Regions from separate parts of the Sus scrofa genome. Here region 1 is linked to region 2. The links are chromatin contacts, called in public HiChIP or PLAC-seq maps. All regions are on one chromosome and are shown on one strand. Each heading gives the region's core, a stretch centred on a gene start, on an enhancer-like site or on the middle of the called end of the contact. The rest is flanking DNA. Distances are from core to core; before and after follow the strand shown. Region 1 holds the start of STT3B (dolichyl-diphosphooligosaccharide--protein glycosyltransferase subunit STT3B). Region 2 holds the start of GADL1 (acidic amino acid decarboxylase GADL1).

Region 1 (6,039 bases), core at 2,403-4,902, 480 kb after region 2:
CACATGGAGGTTCCCAGGCTGGTGGCTGAATTGGAGCTACAGCTGCCAGCTTACACCAGAGCCACAGTAATGCCAGCTCACAGCAACACCAGATCCTCAACCCACTGAGCTAGGCCAGGGATCGAACCCGCAAACTTATGGTTCCTAGTCGGATTCGTTTCTGCTGTGCCATGATGGGAACTCCACTTTTGTTATTCTTAAAAAAGGGAGGCAAACGTGATTGACAGTTCCATTCTGACATTCTGCCTCAAATGCTAACATGCTGTCTAGAAATTCAGCTGCTATGTTACAACAGTGAGGCAACAGTCAAGAGAATGAAAACCTGGAGTTCCCATTGTGGCTCAGCAGGTTAAGGACCCAAGGTAGTCTCCATGAGGATGCAGGTTCGATCCCTGGCCTCACTTAGTGGGCTAAGGATCTGGCGTTGCCACAAACTACAGTGTAGTTTGCAGATGCACCTTATCTCTGTCGTTGCTGTGGCTGTGATGTAGGCCTCAACCCCTAGCCTGGGAACTTCCATTATGCCATGGGTGCTGTGGTAAAAAGAAAAAAAAAAAAGATTTTACAGGTACCCACAGGCAGTTTCAGTGATTTGCCTAGTCACTTGTCTTACTGGCAAGACTTGGCCCAGAACGCAACTCCTAACTGACTATCCAGGACTCTTCCATTTGATAGACCTTCCAGTTCTAGAACCAAGGTTGAATTGTCAATTTTAACTTCATGCAGCATTTTTCCAAATATGTCTGAGGATGAGGTGTTTCACAGCTTGTTAATAGGTATTAGGAGGAAATGGGATCAAATAGGCTTGAGCAGCATGGGGTAAAATCAAGTTACTGCAGGACTTTCAGAGCATTGAGTATAGTAACGTTTATCACAAACTTCTAAGGGGGAAATAAAGCATGTTGATTTTTTTGACCAGGAAAACTTTTGTTTTTTCTCCCAAGGTGTCGTATGAGTATGCCTTAGAAAATTCTTTTTGCGATGAAGTGGTGACAACAGGATGGTTTTATTCATCTTTGTAGGTTATTTAGGTACATTTGTAGGAAAATTATGAGAAAGCTTGCTGATAACTTTGACATTCTTTAATCTCCCTGTATTAGTTATCTATAGTTAGGTAACAAATTACACAAGGCTTAAAACAATAAATGTATATTATCTTACCATTTCTGTGGTCAGGGATCTAGGTGTAGCTTAACTGGGTTCTCTGGCTCAGTGTGTCTCACCTAGGATGCAGCCAAGGCGTCATCTCAAGGTTGGACTGTGGAAGTATCTGCAGTGACAGTGCTGGATCCTTAACTTGCTGCACCACAGGGGAACTCCCGGTCTTCTTAATTTGTGAGTTCTTTGTTTTTTTGCTTTTTAGGGCCACACTCACGGCATATGGAAGTTCCCAGGCTAGGGGTCTAGTTACAGCTACAGCTGCTGGCCTACACCACAGCCACAGCAATGTGGGACCAGAGCCATGTCTGCGACCTACACCACAGCTCACGGCAATGCTGGATCCTTAATCCACTGAGTTCAGCCAGGGATTGAACACGAATCCTCATCGATCCTTGTCCAGTTCGTTAGATCCTTGTCGAGTTCGTTAACCACTGAGCCACGAAGGGAACTCCAATTTGTGAGTTCTTTAGTGTTCTGTGTTCAGCCTTTCTCTAATTCTCTCTAAATTGAGTTCCACCAAAGTTTCATCCATGGCAACGGAGTCCCCAAACTGTATCCCCAGAAAAACCCTTCCTCTTAAGCAGCAGATCTCATTATCTAAGTGCCCGTTACCCCTCTCCTCTTGGACGTCCTAAAGAGACTTAAAAAAAATGACACGCCCAAAGCTGATCTGATCATCTTCCCTCCAAACCTGTTCCTTGTCCTAGGCTCCCCATTTCTGTGACACTATCTCCCACTGGAATGGCCAATCTAGAAACTCCAGACTTATCCTAACCTCTAACTTCCTTTATCTCACCCCCACCATCAATTTTGGATTCTGCCCTCTTGATACCTCTCCAATCTCTCTCTTCCTTTCTGGGCCCCACCCTTCCACTCTCACTTCTTCCAGTATATCCTTCATGCTGCTGTCAAACATTTTTTCCATCAACCAACTCTGATGGTTTTATTGTTCTCCATGTTTCAAAGGCTCCTGGCTGCTGAAAGGTATTCTAAAGCCGTTAACCAGGCAGAGAAATCCTCAATAATATGGTTCTTATCTTCCTTTCAGCCTCCATCTTCCAACACACCCTCATTAATACTAAACTTGGAGTGTTATTTCCATGGACTTCCTTGTTCCTGCTTGGCATCCCCCCATCCCTCTTCCTGGTGTGTTTGGTGAATTCACACTCAGGTTTCAGCGCAAACACTCCCTCCCCTTGAAAGCCCTGGCCCACTGTCCTCTTTGCTCCTGATGTATCACCACTCTGCTCATCACACCACATGTTTATGTTTGACTATCTAACCCCTCAGATATTGGTACTTGGTGAGAACACTGTAAGCACCTAGCAGGATAAAGAAGTTAAGTGCAGAGAAGAATAAAATAACACACCCAAGCTTCATGCCCTGACTGGAAACCATTTTTCCCTGTTGTTGGTCTGGAAACCAAGAACGAAACAAGTTGCAGTTTATTTCTATGGGTTCTTTAGAGGTTCTTCAGTAATGCATTCCTCACAGAAGTGACCTCTGAAATCTCAGATACTGGTACAAAAAGACTGATGAGAACTCTCACTAGTCCCCCTCTCCAAGGTGCTTTCCACATGGCACAAAACACACACTCCATCATCTTTCTGATTCCATCACACCTACCACATCCTGCTTAAAGCCATCTGTGGCTCCATACTACTTTCTGGTTAAAATAAAACAAAAAAAACACCTCTCAACATGCTCCACCCTATCTGGCCATTTATTCAACTCCTATCCTACATAGTTCCACTATCTGCGTTGTAGCCATACTAGTCCTTTTCTGGGTTCCTGTACTTGCCTCCCAGTCCACTACAGACCTTTGCAAGTACTAATTCTTTCCATTCTTCTCTCCCTGGTCCATTCATCCTCACCCCTGGTCCTCAGCCCTAATGCTGCTTCCTCAGGATAACATTCCCATCTTGTGCAAATCAAATCCCCTGTATATGTCTCTTCCAGTATCTGTAATGTTCCATTTTTGGTATTTAGTAACGGGATGGTTTAGTCAATATCCATCTCCCTAGGGCTGGAATCACATCCTTCATGTTCTCTACTGCATCCCACAGTCCACAAAGTGCTTGGCATAAAAGAGAAGCCCAATAAATACTTGTTGAATGAGCCTGTGAGTGGGTGAAGACCAAGAATAACAGGAGTTTTTCCTGCTGTTTTTACTCTTACGCTACTCTATGTTCCTCAACAATCCTTCAAAATATTTTCAGATAAACTAATTTTTGTTTGGGTTTTTTGTTTTAAAGCCATCTAATTTGATATTAACAATTTACTTGAAGAGTAGGAAGAGCGACCCATGGGGGGTGAGTTGTCCAATGTTACATGGCTAAGAAGCCACAATACGGGGTCAGAACCAAGCTTTGACACTTTTCAGACCAGGATTCTGGCCATTAAACAACCCTCCCCCCCAAAAAAGATAATGTACAACTTAGCAGGGAGCATCTACACAAAAGACAATAAAATAGATATTTCCAAATAAATTAAAAACACAAAATAATTTTATTTTAGGCTGACAGAACTTGGATTCATGGAACAAAGGCACAAGTACTCCAAATGCCGGCATTCTGGCATACAAGGTTTGGGCTCTGACAAAGGGCACATCACCTTTCTGGTACAATAGGACTCCGTTAATATTCCATCATAACTCTCATTAAAATTTAGATGTTCAATAAATGTCGGCTATTAAATCGTTAGTGGAAAAGTCTATTTCTGGAAATCTTTTCATCCTTTCCTTAATGAGACGATTTATTTATTTATGTAAGGAAAGGGGAGAAAAGTTAATCACTTACCAGGTTAAGAGATGGAAGTTCCCTGGTGGCCTAGGTTAAGGATCCAGCTTTGTCACAGCTGTGTTGCAGGTAGTTGCTGTGGTCAGGGTTTGATCCCTGGCCCTGGAGTTTATGTATGCGTGGACACAGCAAAAAGAAAAAAGAAAGTAGCTGGATCCAGTCGTTTTCAAAGGGCAACGTCAAAGTACATTTATCTAACACTTTGAAAAGACCTACTATTTAAACACAACTTTTAAATGTGTTTAAATTTTCTCTGTAAAAACTTTAAATGACTAAAGAAAATAACTGGGTGCCTTTATAACATTACTCGAAGACATGCTTTTAAGTTCAGATGTTATTTACCTAATAAAAATGTTAATCACGTGAAAAGTCAACACTCGAGTACTGTTGATTACGCTGAAACCTTCGTGCCCTTTCTGGGGCTTCTATCAGAGCAATTCTAGTTTCCCCACTACTCCATACATATATATGTACTTTTTATTGAAATATAGTCGATTACTCCACTTGCATTTAAGCTTATTTTGCTTTGAATTTACTCTACCCGGTAGCACTTTCTTTTGGAGGGCAGGGGCATGGGGAAAGGGGGAGAAAGGTGTAAAAATACAACCTAGATTCGTGTCTGGGAATCTGCAGTCAGCCATCACCTACTAAAGATAGAACTTAAAAGTCCACAGGAAGTTAAATAGTTTCACTCGTCCCCAGTGGAATGTATGCAACTGATTCCTGCATCTGTCTACCTTTCCATTGAACAAACACTACCTTTGCAATTAGAGAAATACTAGTGAAAAACGCCAGAGATCCGCAGTTCACAGGTCCTAGCAGGTCGTTGCCGAGCTAGGGGCCTGCTTGCCGGCTCCAAAGAATTTTCGGCGTTGGCAAACGCGTCCTTGCTCGCAACCTCGGAGGCAGAATGTCGGGCGCTACCCGCGGGGCGAATCGCAGCGCATAGGCAGGAGCCTCACTCACCGCGCGAGCGGAGCGCCACCGGTGGCCGAGCCGTGCGTGCCAGACTCACGCGCGGAGCAGCGCGCCTGCGCGTCCGGTCACGTGGTGGGCGCTCCGCACACAGAGTTAAAAGTCACGACCGCTGGGAGCCTGAGAGCGGCCAGCCGGTTGGTGCGGGGCTCTTCGTCTCCTGTAAGCTGGTCCTGACGGAGGCTGCCCCGCTGTCATCGACCACCTCCCGAACCCTGGGCCCGGCTCAATCCCGTGCGACGCGCAGAGCTGCCTAGCATCTCTCCTCGCAGCCAACACAAGAGCGCGAAACCGCGTCTTTCAACTGACAATGAAGCCCTAACCACTCTGCGCGGCAGCTCTGGGCGAATGGGCGCGAGGCTAGGAGGGGGAGGGGAAAACGGTTGGGCCGAGCCCCCGCTCCAGTTCGCACCCCTATTGGCGGGAGCCGCGGTTCTGTTCCCGCCCCCTAACGGACCTGTCGCATTGTGACAGGTGGAAGGGCCAGTTCCTGTTGGGTCGGGGGCGGAGTCAGAGGTAGCCTGAGCTCCGCCCGGACGCTAAGGGGCTCCTCCTCCTGCTCCTCTCCGCGGGGCGGGTGGCGAGTGTGAGGGGAATGTCATTGCCGCTTGGAGCCGTGGTGCCGCCTCCGTCTGCTTCTGTTCTTTCTCTGGCGCCCTCGTCCCGTCGGCTTTCGCCGCTGCCGCAGCTGCACTGGGGATACGGATGGCTAGAGGGGCGCTGGGGCCATCCGAGTTGAGAGAGCGGCGGTCGCAGCCGCGGCTGAGGCGGAGACTCCCCGCCGCCGCCTCCACCCCCCGGCCCCCGGCCTCGCGGCGCTGAGGGCGGGCGCGCGCGGCGCTCTCCCCTCCTCCTGCTCTTTCTTCCTCCTCCTCCTCCTTCGGGTCCCCGCCCAGCACCCCTCGCACCAGGCGGCGGCGGCGGCGGCGCGGAGCGAGACCCGCCGCCGGGGCACAACATGGCGGAGCCCTCGGCCCCGGAGAGCAAGCACAAGTCTTCCCTCAACTCATCCCCGTGGAGCGGCCTCATGGCCCTGGGGAACAGCCGGCACGGCCACCACGGGCCCGGGGCCCAGTGCGCGCACAAGGCGGCGGGCGGCGCGGCG
Region 2 (6,713 bases), core at 3,049-5,548:
ATAGATAGACAGAGGAATGAAAATAAATAAATAAATAAATAACTTTTTTAACACCCCCCCAAAAAAAAAGAAGAAAGAAAGAAAGATATGGTCCATGCTCTCATGAGTTTTATGCAAGAAACAGAAATATAAAAAATTCCAAAATACTTTGAAAAGTGTTATTATATGGGCAATACAAGGTTTACAAAATTATGCCGGAAAAATCAGTGAGCAAGAATCATAGTCTTGAAGTCATTTGTGAGGGTAACTCCACGATACTGCTGACCAAATCGCTTTCTGAAACTCACTTTCCCAGGATTCGCCTGGACTTCAAACTCATCTTTCAGTTTTAATATATACATTAACTTCTCAGACTTTGCCCCAAATGAAAGCCCAAGCCACAAAAACACAGCAGTAGCAGCAAAAGCACACGCACAGCACATGTGCTCATCACACAGCTGTCAGACTTCTTACATTAGCAGGTATGCCCAGTAGTGAATGGATGTCACTCCAACCTGATCTTTCTGGGGAACTGCATGGAGATAACACATTCCAATTACCTCATTAACTTGTACATCCAATTTACTGGATATATTGTTTGTTTACAGGGAAGCTGATACCTGTCAGACACTCTGTATATTATTCCTAATATTCATAATAATTCTAAACAGTGGGTGTTTTTATCCCTATTTTACAGATGAAGAAACTGAGACTCACAAAGTTTCAATCATGTATACAGAGACACACATCAGAGCAGACTGTGGGCCAAAGTCCTGTGCATCAGTTACTCATAGGGAACAATTCTACTCCACTGCAGGACTATCTGCTCTCAGGGCAATGCCTTCTAAGGTGGCCCATCTGCTGCAATCTGAGAGCAATGGGACCTGAGTGAACCTGCTCTAGAGAAGGGAGGGCTTTAGAGAGTGTCCCATGGGGCACTTCCCTCTCCCTGGGAGAAGCCAAGCTGCCCTTCTTTCCTAGCAACCAGAAGGCAAAGCATAGGTCCCAACTCAGGCCAGAGGGGCAGGGGGACCTACCAATTCCAGCCCTCTGAATATCGATGCCTTTCCTCCATCGTCCCCACACAAAGGAATAAGGAAGAAAGCTAATGTTACCTCAATGAGCTTAAAGCCACCTCCCAGGGACCACTCCAGGGTTCTTCCTATGGTCCCTGCATAGGCAGCAAAGGGTGCTGCTGCAAGCCACCTGTGTACATTTCCCATCATGGTCCAGCAGGATGCAAACTGGCCCCAGGTTAGATGTTAGGTGCATGGACTGAACACTCAGAGCTGACAATCACCCTCTCAGAATCTCAGTTTTCTCAAAAACAAAACAAAACAAAAACAAACAACAATAGTTCTCCCATTGACTTGCAAGTGAGGGTTAGAGAAGATAGTGCTTGTAGCTCAGCATAACCAGTAAGCGTTCAAAAAACGTGAGCACTTCTTATCCTAAAGGAGGGATCAGCCACTGAGTGACACATTTTACCTGCAGGGGTTTTATTTAAACTGTGATATAAAAGTAGAAAGTTTACAAAGAGAAAGAAAATGGAGAGACATAGAGAAGGTCAAAAAAATTACACAGAACTTTTGTTCCTAAATGTCATGGTTTCAATTTTATTTCAACATACCAGATTTACAGACTTACAACAATCTAGAAAAGTCAGCTTTTCCACCAAAAGAAGAGTTTCTGTTCCCTACTATTAAAACGTAACATTTTCTTCCATTTTAAAAGTGTTTCAATAAGAATCAAAGCTGAATAAAAGAAAACCAATGACTTTGCAAGCCAAATTATGTGAAAGGTCTGTGTTTTGATTTCAAACCATAAGGAAAAATATGACTTGAATCCAGAGAATTTTTTTTTCTAATTGAATTAAAATTTTAATCTGATATAATTAATTGCCCAATTTATTCTGGACATACTCTGGGAAGATCATAAACTAGATCAAAGAATGAGGAATAGAATAAGAATTCTTTATCTGCAATAGGATTCTTTGAGACATTCTTTTATAATGTATAGACTATAACAGATATTTAACCAGAGTTTGTTTAACACAAGCATGTCATTAAATATACTCATCAGATATTAATTTCATATACACTTGGAAATTTACTAAGTCTGGCATATATTCTATACTCTTTTAAAATGTCATAGCCAACATCTGGCACAATTTGGTATTACTGGACATGTTATCGCCTTGTCACTTACTCAATGACAATCAGACTGACAGCAGTCTAAGCTTTTTGGTATTCTCCCAAATTCAGTTTTAAGGTTAAATTTTGCACTTCACTATTCATATATGGCAACTATTGATGTAGTCACAAGTTTCAGACATGCCTGGTTACAAGGCAAGGATATACACTTAATTTGGGAAGACTAGATACTTTTTAGTAGAGTTCTGAAGAGTTTGTAGCTTTAAAACAAGTACTAAGATTCCAAACAAAACAAAACAAAAGTGTGCAGAGCTAAGGTAGTAAAATATAATGATCCTGCCTGTCCTTGCCTCACATAAAGAAGCCTGTCATATTACTAGTGTTGTTTTGTTTTGTTTTGTTTTTTCTTTTTAGGGCTGCACCTGCGGCATATGGAGTTTCCCAGGCTAGGGGGTCAAGTCAGAGCTGTAGCCACTGGCCTACACCACAGCCACAGCAACTCGGGATCCAAGCCACATGTGCAACCTACACCATGCTGCCCACTTAGCAAGGCCAGGGATTGAACCCACATCCTCATGGATACAAGTCGGGTTCTTAACCTGCTGAGCCACTACGGGAACACCCAGGATTTTCTTTTTTAAGTCAACAGTCTTATGTATCAATCAGTTTTCAAATAACCAGTCGTCTTAAATTACATTGTATGCTGACCTTAGAAACACAAAAGTAATCGTTTTACAAAAAGTTCCAGCCAGTTTTTTATGTTATTGAAAACAATAACAGTGCAACTTTTTAAAAATATATTTTCAAAAGAAGATCCAGGGCAGTGATGCTGGGAACTTTGCTTAGGACTGTCAAAGGAAGGAATGAAATGCTTCTTGCAGCACAATGATTCTTGTCTTGCCAACTACTGTGCAAAATTCCCTGCCCTGAATATGACTGGTCCTCAGGGAACCCTGGCCCTGTTCACCAGGCTCACTAAGCCCCCAGAGAGTTTCACCTTAAGAAGCAAGTTCATTAAGTTATGTTCAGTACAATCTGAAAAGGTTATTGATGCAAAGAGAAGTTATTCCTGGAGGAGCACTCTTCCTAAAAGGTCAACAACTAACTAGTTAGTGAAAATGCCTGAATAGTGCTAATGATGACCTTTCAGAGCAGGGCTTCTGAATCAGGGGATAACCTGAGGCAGTTAAGGGGTTAAGTTGCAATCTTCAGCAAACATGCAAATATGTGAATTGGTGAGTTTTGCTGGAAAAAAAGGTTCGTCACACATTCAAAGCAACCTGAGACGCTTTCCTCGCAGAATCAAAGAACCATTATTCTCCAGAATAACTAAATGAAACCTGAGTTCTAAAGTCAGATTGGGGAACTCCCAAAACTGAAGGCATTCAGAAGGATGCCTTCTTTAAACCACTAATGTCCTAGGTACCCCACCCACAAGCTCCAATCAGAAGTACACGAGTGCATCACTCTGTAAATCAGGTAGCCTCTTTTCATGCGTTTGTGGAGGAGTGGGGTGGAGAGGTGATGCTTGGCACATCCCAAAATAGAAGCAAAATCATTTCTCAATGGGAAGGGACTCCCACTGAGTATCTGTCTAGAGATACCTGCAGCAGAGCACCTGGCCAAGAACCTGTTTTGCGTTTTTATTTACACAACCTGCACATCACTCACTGCGTTCCAAGCGCTGTTCTCTGTGCTTTATCAAAGTTAACTTGTTTAATTCTGCAAATAAGCCTAAAGGAGAAAAATGGGTGCAAAAATCCAAAAAGGGTGGGGAGGGGGGACTTCCTACACCTGCCAACTGCCTTATGGGTAAATAAATAACCCTCCTACTGGTCCCCGCCCCATCCACTGGAGCCTGGGAGGTCAGACCCCACATGGGGCCAGTTAAGGACTAAGAGGCTGCGGGCGCCCGCAAGTTGTTACCGTCCAGCGGGCGCTCGCGGTCGGGGTTGGGGTCGCGGCTCATCGCTGCTCCAGCTCCAGGCGGCCCGGGCGCTGCTCTATCAATCCAGGCGGCGGCTGCAGTTACCCAGGCAGCGTCCCCCTTGGGGACCGCAAGTGCGCGCACGGGAGCCGCTGGGCGCTCGCCACCACGCAGGGACAGACGGAGACGTGCTCGCACTGCCTTCCCTCTGCCGCCTGAGGCCCTGGCGCCAGCCTCCTGCGGCCCGCGCCTCTCTATTAATACTTGGCCAGCTGCTGGCAGTCTGCCGCGTGCTTGACTCATGACCAGGGTCCCTCTGACCGAAATAGGAAGGGCTGGGGGACTGTGTGCAGGGGTGCAGGACATTTGCCTGGGTACCATGGGCAGGACGCACCTCCAAGGAGCCCCCCGCCCCAGGGTAGAGACTGAGATACAGCAGGTGAGTAAGCCTTGGCCTGTGATCTTTCCAGCATCCAGCTTTTTGGAGTCATCACCTAGCAGGGCCTGATCTGGCCTCAGAAACCCTAAGCTAAATCTGATGCCAGCTCCAGCCACCAGCACAGGGAACTTATTTGGGGCCAACTGCTGTGAACAGGATTCTCTGCCCATTCATTCAGTACAGCCTTGACATTTAAGAGTCCCACTAGCAAATGCCCTGTCCCTGATCAGATTTCACCCTTTTGCATCTGCAAAATTCCAAGTTTGGAGAAGGGAAGGAGTAGGCACCTGTTGTCTGGTGGTAAAGGGTGGAAAGTGGCAGTTAATTCAAAAGGCCCACTATTTGGTCTTTAGCCTAAAATTTTCATCACACTGTAATTCTTCCACGAGCCCCTAGAAGCTGGGTTTCAGCCATGTTCCTATTGTAAATTTAAATTTAATCAGCAAGTGCTGCTTTTTTGTCATCCCTCCAACAAGTTTTATGTTTAAAGTTAAATCCCTTAGGACATTTTAACTTAGGCTGTTGATATGATAGGAGCAATCAGTTAATGCCATTTCAAAGCACATTTATGACAACTACATTATGGAACTGCATTTGTAATCTCAATCCTTCAAGGGGCTAGAAAAAAATCTTGGTTTACTTTTGCACAGAGCCTAGTATGGTCTCTTAGCTGGTGAATTATTTCCTCTGGCTAGTGTAATTAAAATCCCTATCAGTGAGGACAGAGCAGGCCTTTTCTCTCAAATAAGAATTGATTATTTCTAATATGCCTACAATGAGAGTTATTAAAATATTAAAGTTAAGGCCCTGCAGACAAATTTTATGAAGTTTTGGAGACCCATCCCACCTTCTGCCCTTTTGTATGCTGTTTCACCAGATAAAGGACAGAGATCTAGTGATGGAAGTTCAGGAGTTAATCTTTGGCGATTCTATTAAAACATACTGAAAGCAGTATACACTCTGGCAAGTTTTTCCTTTTATTTTTTTAGCTTTTTAATAAGTGGACTCTCTCTACACCAGCTACTAACAGTAACCAGTGTCAGCTGCTGCTAAATTATATATCCCTCTGTGTGAGGCAAACCATGACCAATTGGGGCCACAGTGGATTGCAGAAATGCCCATTTATAGACCTGTTTCTCTGCCCCTCTTGCCCCAACCAGGGAATCTGCCATCAAAAATGCCTTAGACTGAAAACCAGAAACTGCTCTATGAACTCACCGGTTACTGGCATATCTCAACTCTCATATTTATTCCTATAACAAAGGCAGTGTGTTCTATTCCTTCTTGCTCTCATTCTTCAATTACTTGGCACTTCCTTAGTGCCAGTTTCTAGGGATTTCAAGAAAAAATGCTTCACTCAGAGTGCTTTAGTGTATTGAGAGAGACAGGCTTAGAAAGAGCTAATTTTCTTATCTATTTTATGTTCAGTGAAAAAATATGGACATTGGGAGACACAGCTGAGGAGATGGCTAATTCTACTTTAAGGATTAAGAAATGTTTCCTATTAGTAATTTTCACTAATGATAGTTGCTATTATTTTTAAACATGTACTATGAACTAGGAACTCTGATAAATGCTTTTCATATATTCCCTCCTATAATCCTCATATAAATGGGAATTATTGTTATCCCCTTTTTACAGTTGGACAAAGGCTCAGTTTGATAACTGGCCCACAAGCACAGAGAGAAAATATTTCAGAACCATGACTGGTATTCCACTTTCCGTAATTACAGAGCCTGTGTCCAAATTACACCCTGGGTTGTACTGATGAGCAAAGACACTTTCCACCATCTGTGGTAAGAGCTTTTCACCAAAACCTTTCAGGAAAATGGATCCATGGAAAGTACAGAGGACAGGCCAGTTGTCCTTGCAGGAAACTGGACTGCATCCTGGCAGTCATAACTGAATCAAAGAGGAGCTACCACATCTCATAACATGGTGGGACTTAAAAAAGGCTTTTAAGAAAAAATGTGGGAATCCATCACAGGAAGAACTGCCTTAAGAACAGCATCCATTCATTCATAAATCCATTCATCACTTGTTGAGCACTTATTCTATTACATACACTTTGCTGGAAGCTGATTTCATCTTGAAAACATATCCCTATAGGGATGCTCCAAGGAATTAGGAATTTGCATTCAGATAAAGAAAAACAAAATACTGCTAGACACAGAGTTGTTTGGTCATTGGGCCAATTTACTCAAAGCTAAAAAAC

The links. HiChIP or PLAC-seq counts read pairs in DNA pulled down with a chosen protein or histone mark.
Region 1: a contact with region 2 is called in an H3K27ac HiChIP or PLAC-seq map of skeletal muscle, with 2.1 times the contacts expected there. The contact joins the promoter of STT3B here to the promoter of GADL1 in region 2. A contact is called at or near these places in 1 of 5 promoter capture datasets (liver), 1 of 47 Hi-C or Micro-C datasets (embryonic fibroblasts) and 1 of 2 datasets of contacts at active chromatin or transcription factors (skeletal muscle).

The regions. Positions count from the first base shown.
Region 1 is chr13:17,528,689-17,534,727 of Sscrofa11.1, forward strand. It overlaps STT3B (dolichyl-diphosphooligosaccharide--protein glycosyltransferase subunit STT3B), which reads left to right and starts at 3,653. Exons shown (of 16, transcript XR_002338187.1): 1 at 3,653-6,039.
Region 2 is chr13:17,045,016-17,051,728 of Sscrofa11.1, forward strand. GADL1 (acidic amino acid decarboxylase GADL1) reads right to left here and starts at 4,299. Exons shown (of 15, transcript XM_021071494.1): 1 at 4,059-4,299.